2 separate regions of the Cricetulus griseus genome follow, and region 2 is linked to region 1. Evidence: chromatin contacts called from public Micro-C data. All regions are on one chromosome and are shown on one strand. Each heading gives the region's core, a stretch centred on a gene start, on an enhancer-like site or on the middle of the called end of the contact. The rest is flanking DNA. Distances are from core to core; before and after follow the strand shown.

Region 1 (2,700 bases), core at 130-2,629:
GTGGCTCATAAGCACCTGGAACTCCAGCTGTAGAACATGCAACACCTTCTGGCACCTGTACTCATGTTCACATACCCACACAAATACACACAAAAATAAATCTTAGCTAGAAGTGGTGACACACGCCTTTAGTCCCAAGCACCTGGGAGGCAGAGCAGGTAGATCTCTGAGTTCAAGGCCAGACTGATCTACAGAGCGAGCTCCAGGACAGACAGGGCTACACAGTGAAACTCTGTATCCAAAAAAAGAGGGAGGGAGGGTGGGAGGTGGAGAGAGAGAGAGAGAGAGAGAGAGAGAGAGAGAGAGAGAGAGAGAGAGAGAGAGAGAGAGAGAGAATGAATATAATGTGTTTACTTATGTGTTTACTTAACAGGGAATGTTCCTGTTAAAGCCTGTCAGCCACCTGAAGCTCCCCCTTCTCTTTTATCAATTCTGCGGGGTGGAGAACAAGTTGTGAAGGCGGCAGGCCACAGCAGTGGTCCTGCTCGAGTGACCCTTATTGCTAGTAGCAGAGGGCTTTACCTGCAGTTCTCCTTGAAGCGGCATTTTCCCTCCAGGAAGAACGGGCAGGGCTTCAGGGACTTGTGGGTAGGGTACAGGTAGAGTACGCGAACGCATGCCGAACCATCCTCTGCCTCTTCAGTGCCCACAACCATTGCGTTGTGATACTCTAGCGTGCCCCAAGCGCTGTGGTAAGGGGCATTCACTTTAGCACCGCTCAGCTCCTCCTGATCTGGATCCTCCTCGTCTTCCTCCTGTGCAGGGGAGGTGGGTCCAGGCCGCACCACGCTCCCAGGGACAGTCTCCGAGTCATCCACGGGGGCGACGGGTGCCTCCCCTTCCTCCGCCACAGCCTTCTGGAAAGCCAAGTACTCAGCGTCCTCCTCTGCCTGGTGCTCCAGGTCCACTGTAGCCAGCAGCTTGCTCTTCCTGACCGACAACAGGCTGGCCTCGGTGAGCTCTATCAGTTCCTTCAGATCGCCCTGCAGCTGGCGCAGGTCCGCAAGCTCGGAAGCGTCCAGGCCAGCACCAAGAGCCAGCTCTACCTGCCCGAGCTGGGCCCGGTAGGTCTGCAGGGCCGTCTCCAGGTTGTCCTCGTCCATCGCTACACCGCGCAGGCTAGTTTCGGAACCGCTAAAGCAGACGAGACCTGAGGGAAGAGCAGTCGGCAGAGCTCAGGACAACGCCGCCCCCTCCCCGGCCGCTGGAGAGGCTGAGGAGGACCTCGGCGCTGCCAAGGGAACCGCAAAGTATCCCACCGCGTCCTCTGCGGTCCGCAGCCCCGCCTCCCGCCGGTGCTCGCAGCCTACAAGGGCTTCCGGCCTCGCCAGCAGAGCCCTCGCGCTAGCCTTCCGCCCGCCGCGGGCACTTCCGCCCGAGAGCTGATGCTGCCGGAAGTGCCCGCGTTCGGGAGCCTCCGGGATGGGGCGCGCGGGGGCCGTCGGGATGCGGCTCCGCCCTCTCGTACTCAGTCGGCCGGTCGGTGTCCCGACAGGCACCGCGCGGGGTCAACGCGAGGTCGGTGGGGTTTGCGACGCGACGACGGCGTCTGCGGCTCCGAGATCTGAGCAGGTGCAGGTGGGTCTCCGCCGGACTGAGGGGCCGGGGTTCCAGAATCCTGGGGTAGGGGGCAGGGAAGCGGCTTCGGCAGCTGGTTCTTTGGCTCCGTGGGCCCGGCAGCGGGGGGGGATCCAAAGGCGGCCCACTCAGAAGCTGACTCTCTGGTAGCTACGACAGTCGAAGTTCCCAGTGCTGAGTTGAGGGTCCGGAAAAGAAGCCTTAGGAGGGCGGAGCAGGGTAGGCCGCCATGGGTTTTTCAGGACTGATGGTGTATTCACAAAGATGACCCGCAGTGGGAGTAGTGGCCCAGGTTTAGCGGGTGGTCGGTGGTGGAGGCAGGGTCCGGAATCGGGGGCTGGGGAGAGGGGGGCAAGGAGTCGCGAGCCACGAGGCTCCACATTTGAAAACTAGCAGGACCGACGGACCACTGATGAAGCGGACAGGAGGCCGATAGCCCTGGTACACACCTTGACATTTCTCAGGGTGCCAGGGCAGGATGTACACGCTGCTTTCGGGGCTGTACAAGTACATGTTCCAGAAGGATGAATACTGCATCCTGATCCTAGGCCTGGACAATGCCGGGAAGACAGTAGGTGCCTGTTCTCTCACCAATTCCCTTTCCCTGCCTTATGTTCTTTGCAAATCTAATCCCTACCCAAGACTACAGGTTAGTTGCCACCAGCCTCCCGAAGAGCATTCAACAGGCAGAGGTTCGTGTGCATGTGTGTATGGGTGTGAAGGCCTGAAGTTGCCCAAACCATGTGGGTGTGAAAGCCTGAATTTGCCCAAAGCATATGGATGTGGAGGGATATTTAGAAAAGACACCAGGAAACTGCTTTAGCTGCCACTACCTAACCACCTTTCTTTCTTTCCTCAGACCTTCTTGGAACAATCAAAAACACGGTTTAACAAGAACTACAAAGGGATGAGTCTATCCAAAATCACCACTACCGTGGGCCTAAACAGTAAGGGGGATATGAGCTTGGGTCCCTTAGAGATGCAAGCCCGTACGTAGCCCAGCTGGCCAGGGGCCAGATCCCTCTCTGTGCATGCCTGCTGGGATTGGTACCAGAATGGTTTTCCTCATTCCAGGAAGAGCTGGGACTTTGTAAAGAGTAAGGTCAGGAGCTAGCTCATTCT
Region 2 (2,700 bases), core at 75-2,574, 170 kb after region 1:
GACATCTCACTAGATCTGGGGATATCACTGGGAAGGGTCTCAAAGGAGCTGTCAGGAAGACCTGGTAACAGAGCAAGCACCCAGCAAGAAACGCTGCTCAGTAAGGTCTCAAACACACCATGGAGGGCTGCTGGGAGTTTATTTTCGGCTTGGTGCAAGGCACAGTTATGGGGTCAGGAAAGCTCAGTGCTGTGAACCAAGGGGGGGGCTCTCTCTAGCTCCTGCTGGTGTCTGTTGCTGGCTGCAGTCTTCCTAGTTTACAGGGTGGGGTGGATGGGTGGGACTCTGGCCTAGCACTGCTGAAGTCGCATTTGCTGTGGTTCTGCTAGGTCAGGACGGGGCGCTCGTGTTGGTCTGGTCAGGATGGATGACTGGCTGCTGCTGCTTCATGGTTTCAGGAGCCAGGTCACCGGTGGTCGGGCTTCTGGAGGCCTGCAGGGATTCTGCCGAGCTGCAGAGAGAGGGCAAGTCAGTGGGTCAGAAGCAGGTTTAATTGGGACCACTCCCACAACCTTATGGAAGATGGACTCACTGCTCAGGAGACTCCAACACTGTGGTCATGAATGGGAGGGTGGACTTCCCGAAAAAAAAGCTGGTCCACCAGTGGCCAGGGTCGGCCTTAGGGAGACCTGAGAGGTGCAAAGGGGGGGTCAGGATGTTGCTACCCTGTCCCTCTCCACGTTCCTCCCACCTCAGGATGTGAACTTTGCCCTTACGCTAGCTGGTTCTGCACTCACCCGGGGGGTGGGGCACGGCGTCCCCGGGGTACTCTGCACTTCCGCAGGAACTGTTGTTGGACGAGGAGGAGCCCAGGCGTCCTGGGGAGGGGAGGCTGGTCAGCCACAGGGCACTGGATCAGCTCTGGGCGGGGCTGGCGAGGGGCTACTTACGCCGATAGTAGTCATGGGTAGCCACCAGCGAGCCGCTAGAAGGGATGGCTGCCATACTTCAGGACCCGCGCGCTCTGGAGACCTGAGCAAAACGGGGGGGCTGGTCACCGCACAGCGAAGTGGGTTCCGAATAGGGCCCTCGCCCTGTCAGTCTCCGGGTTTCCGGGTGGTTTCAACCAGCTCGGACCGGCTGCGCATTGAGACAAAGGCGCTTTGTATGCGCCCGGCCCCTAGAAGGCGCGCGCCTCCCCCAGCCGGCTGCCGCCACCTCCACTACTACCGCCGCCCTCACCTCGGCGGCGACCCCTCCTCGCGGACCTCGGCGCAGGATCACGGGTGGTAATGCGTGGGGCACTAAGCCTCGGAACCCATTGGCAGGGATAGCCCAAGGGAGCCCTCAACGCTGCAACCCGTAAGCTATGCGCACGCGCGTACCTACTCTCTAGCCTGCACGGGCCACAACAGACTCGTCATGGTGAGGCGGAGCAAGCAGCAAGGCCCCGCCTCCATCACGGAGGCCCCATCCTTGAGATCTTTGATCCCTCCTGAGCCCTAGCACGATGAGGTCCCGCCCTTCCCTATTAGACTTCCCGGGAGCCTAGCGAGGATCCTCCCCACCTTCTGCAATGCTGGGTTCGCCAGGTTCCACCTTGGCCCAAACCGCCTTGATCAAACATCAGTGGTCCACCTCTAGGCAAAGTCCAGGTCTGCTGCCTTTTTCCTCCTTGTTCGGACTGGGAGCATCTCGCCCTAAATAGAAGTCGTTAAAAAATTTCCTGCGGGACCTGTGTGCCCTCTGTCTGTGCCATCCCCTGGGATGTGGCCTCATGTAGCCCAGCCTGTCTATTCCCCTTTACTTACTGCTGTCTGCTGCCTGTGCCGGTCCCTGCAGGCTGTGTTTTCCAAGTGCCTCACTTCGACTCTTGGCAGAGTGGGTCTGTCTAACTCACATAAGTAAGCACAAGGGGCAGCTGTGTATCGTCGTGTTCCCCCCGGTCCCCCCGCGCGCGTATCTGCATCGCAATCCCCGTTTTCTACCGCACTGGATAGTGCCTGGAGCCCCTAAGCGGCCCTTCAGGGACTAGCCTGTGTTTCTTCCAAGTCGTGGTTCTCACTCACGTTCACTAGTCCCAGCCTGTGTTCTGTCGCCTGGAGAACAGTGATGGGAGATAAGATACAGAAATGCTTGGGGCCGGGGAGAACCGCGAACAGACGCAGTCTCCAGTTGCTAGCATCAGGCAGAGGCCTGCACTATTATTGCACGATTGGTCAGAGTCCTGTGTTTGGGAGCTCAAGGGCTGGCCAGCAATCTCTGGCCTCCCTTCCGTTCCCAGGCAGTCAGTTTTCTGCCAGACACCCATGGAGACTGGGAGGACCGTGAGCCACCTTTGCACAGCATGCTTCTCCTATAACCAGAGATGCTAAACTTGCCTTCATGGGGGTTCAGGGAGAACCTGGACTAGTAGGACCCAAGGAATGCTCTCGTGTCCCCGAGATCTCAAGGAGGCTTTGGCCGAGACCCTTTGCTTGGATTTGTTGAGACCCACTGTGTGCAAACATTGAGCTAGGCATGGGAAACCACACAAGAAGTGACCCAGTAGGGATGCTGGTTTAGAGGAAATAGGGATAAGGGTAAGTTGAGGTATAATGAAGTGGGGGCGGGGGGGGGGGCAGCTGACATTACAGCAGCAGAAGTGGGAATGACCACTGATAAGGCAGATTGGCCAGTTCAGGTGACATCAGGAGGGTGAGACTTCTGCCCAAACCAGGCTTACTTCATGGCTTCAGCCTCTGTGACTTACCCTGGACT

What was found. A called contact is a pair of places that touch in the nucleus more often than the background predicts.
Region 2: a Micro-C map of the CHO-K1 cell line shows a contact between it and region 1, with 2.0 times the contacts expected there. The contact joins the promoter of Ppdpf here to the promoter of Zgpat in region 1. A contact is called at or near these places in 2 of 8 Hi-C or Micro-C datasets (both in the CHO-K1 cell line).

The regions. Positions count from the first base shown.
Region 1 is chr6:541,824-544,523 of CriGri-PICRH-1.0, forward strand. Zgpat (zinc finger CCCH-type with G patch domain-containing protein) reads right to left here and starts at 1,380. Exons shown (of 5, transcript XM_035446097.1): 1 at 523-1,380. The coding sequence starts at 1,103. It overlaps Arfrp1 (ADP-ribosylation factor-related protein 1), which reads left to right and starts at 1,425. Exons shown (of 7, transcript XM_027419966.2): 1 at 1,425-1,578; 2 at 1,972-2,149; 3 at 2,438-2,525. The coding sequence starts at 2,057.
Region 2 is chr6:714,629-717,328 of CriGri-PICRH-1.0, forward strand. Ppdpf (pancreatic progenitor cell differentiation and proliferation factor) reads right to left here and starts at 1,325. Exons shown (of 5, transcript XM_027419942.2): 1 at 1,183-1,325; 2 at 891-972; 3 at 738-818; 4 at 533-629; 5 at 121-451. The coding sequence starts at 945. The coding sequence ends at 331. Eef1a2 (elongation factor 1-alpha 2) reads left to right here and starts at 1,167. Exons shown (of 10, transcript XM_035446392.1): 1 at 1,167-1,302.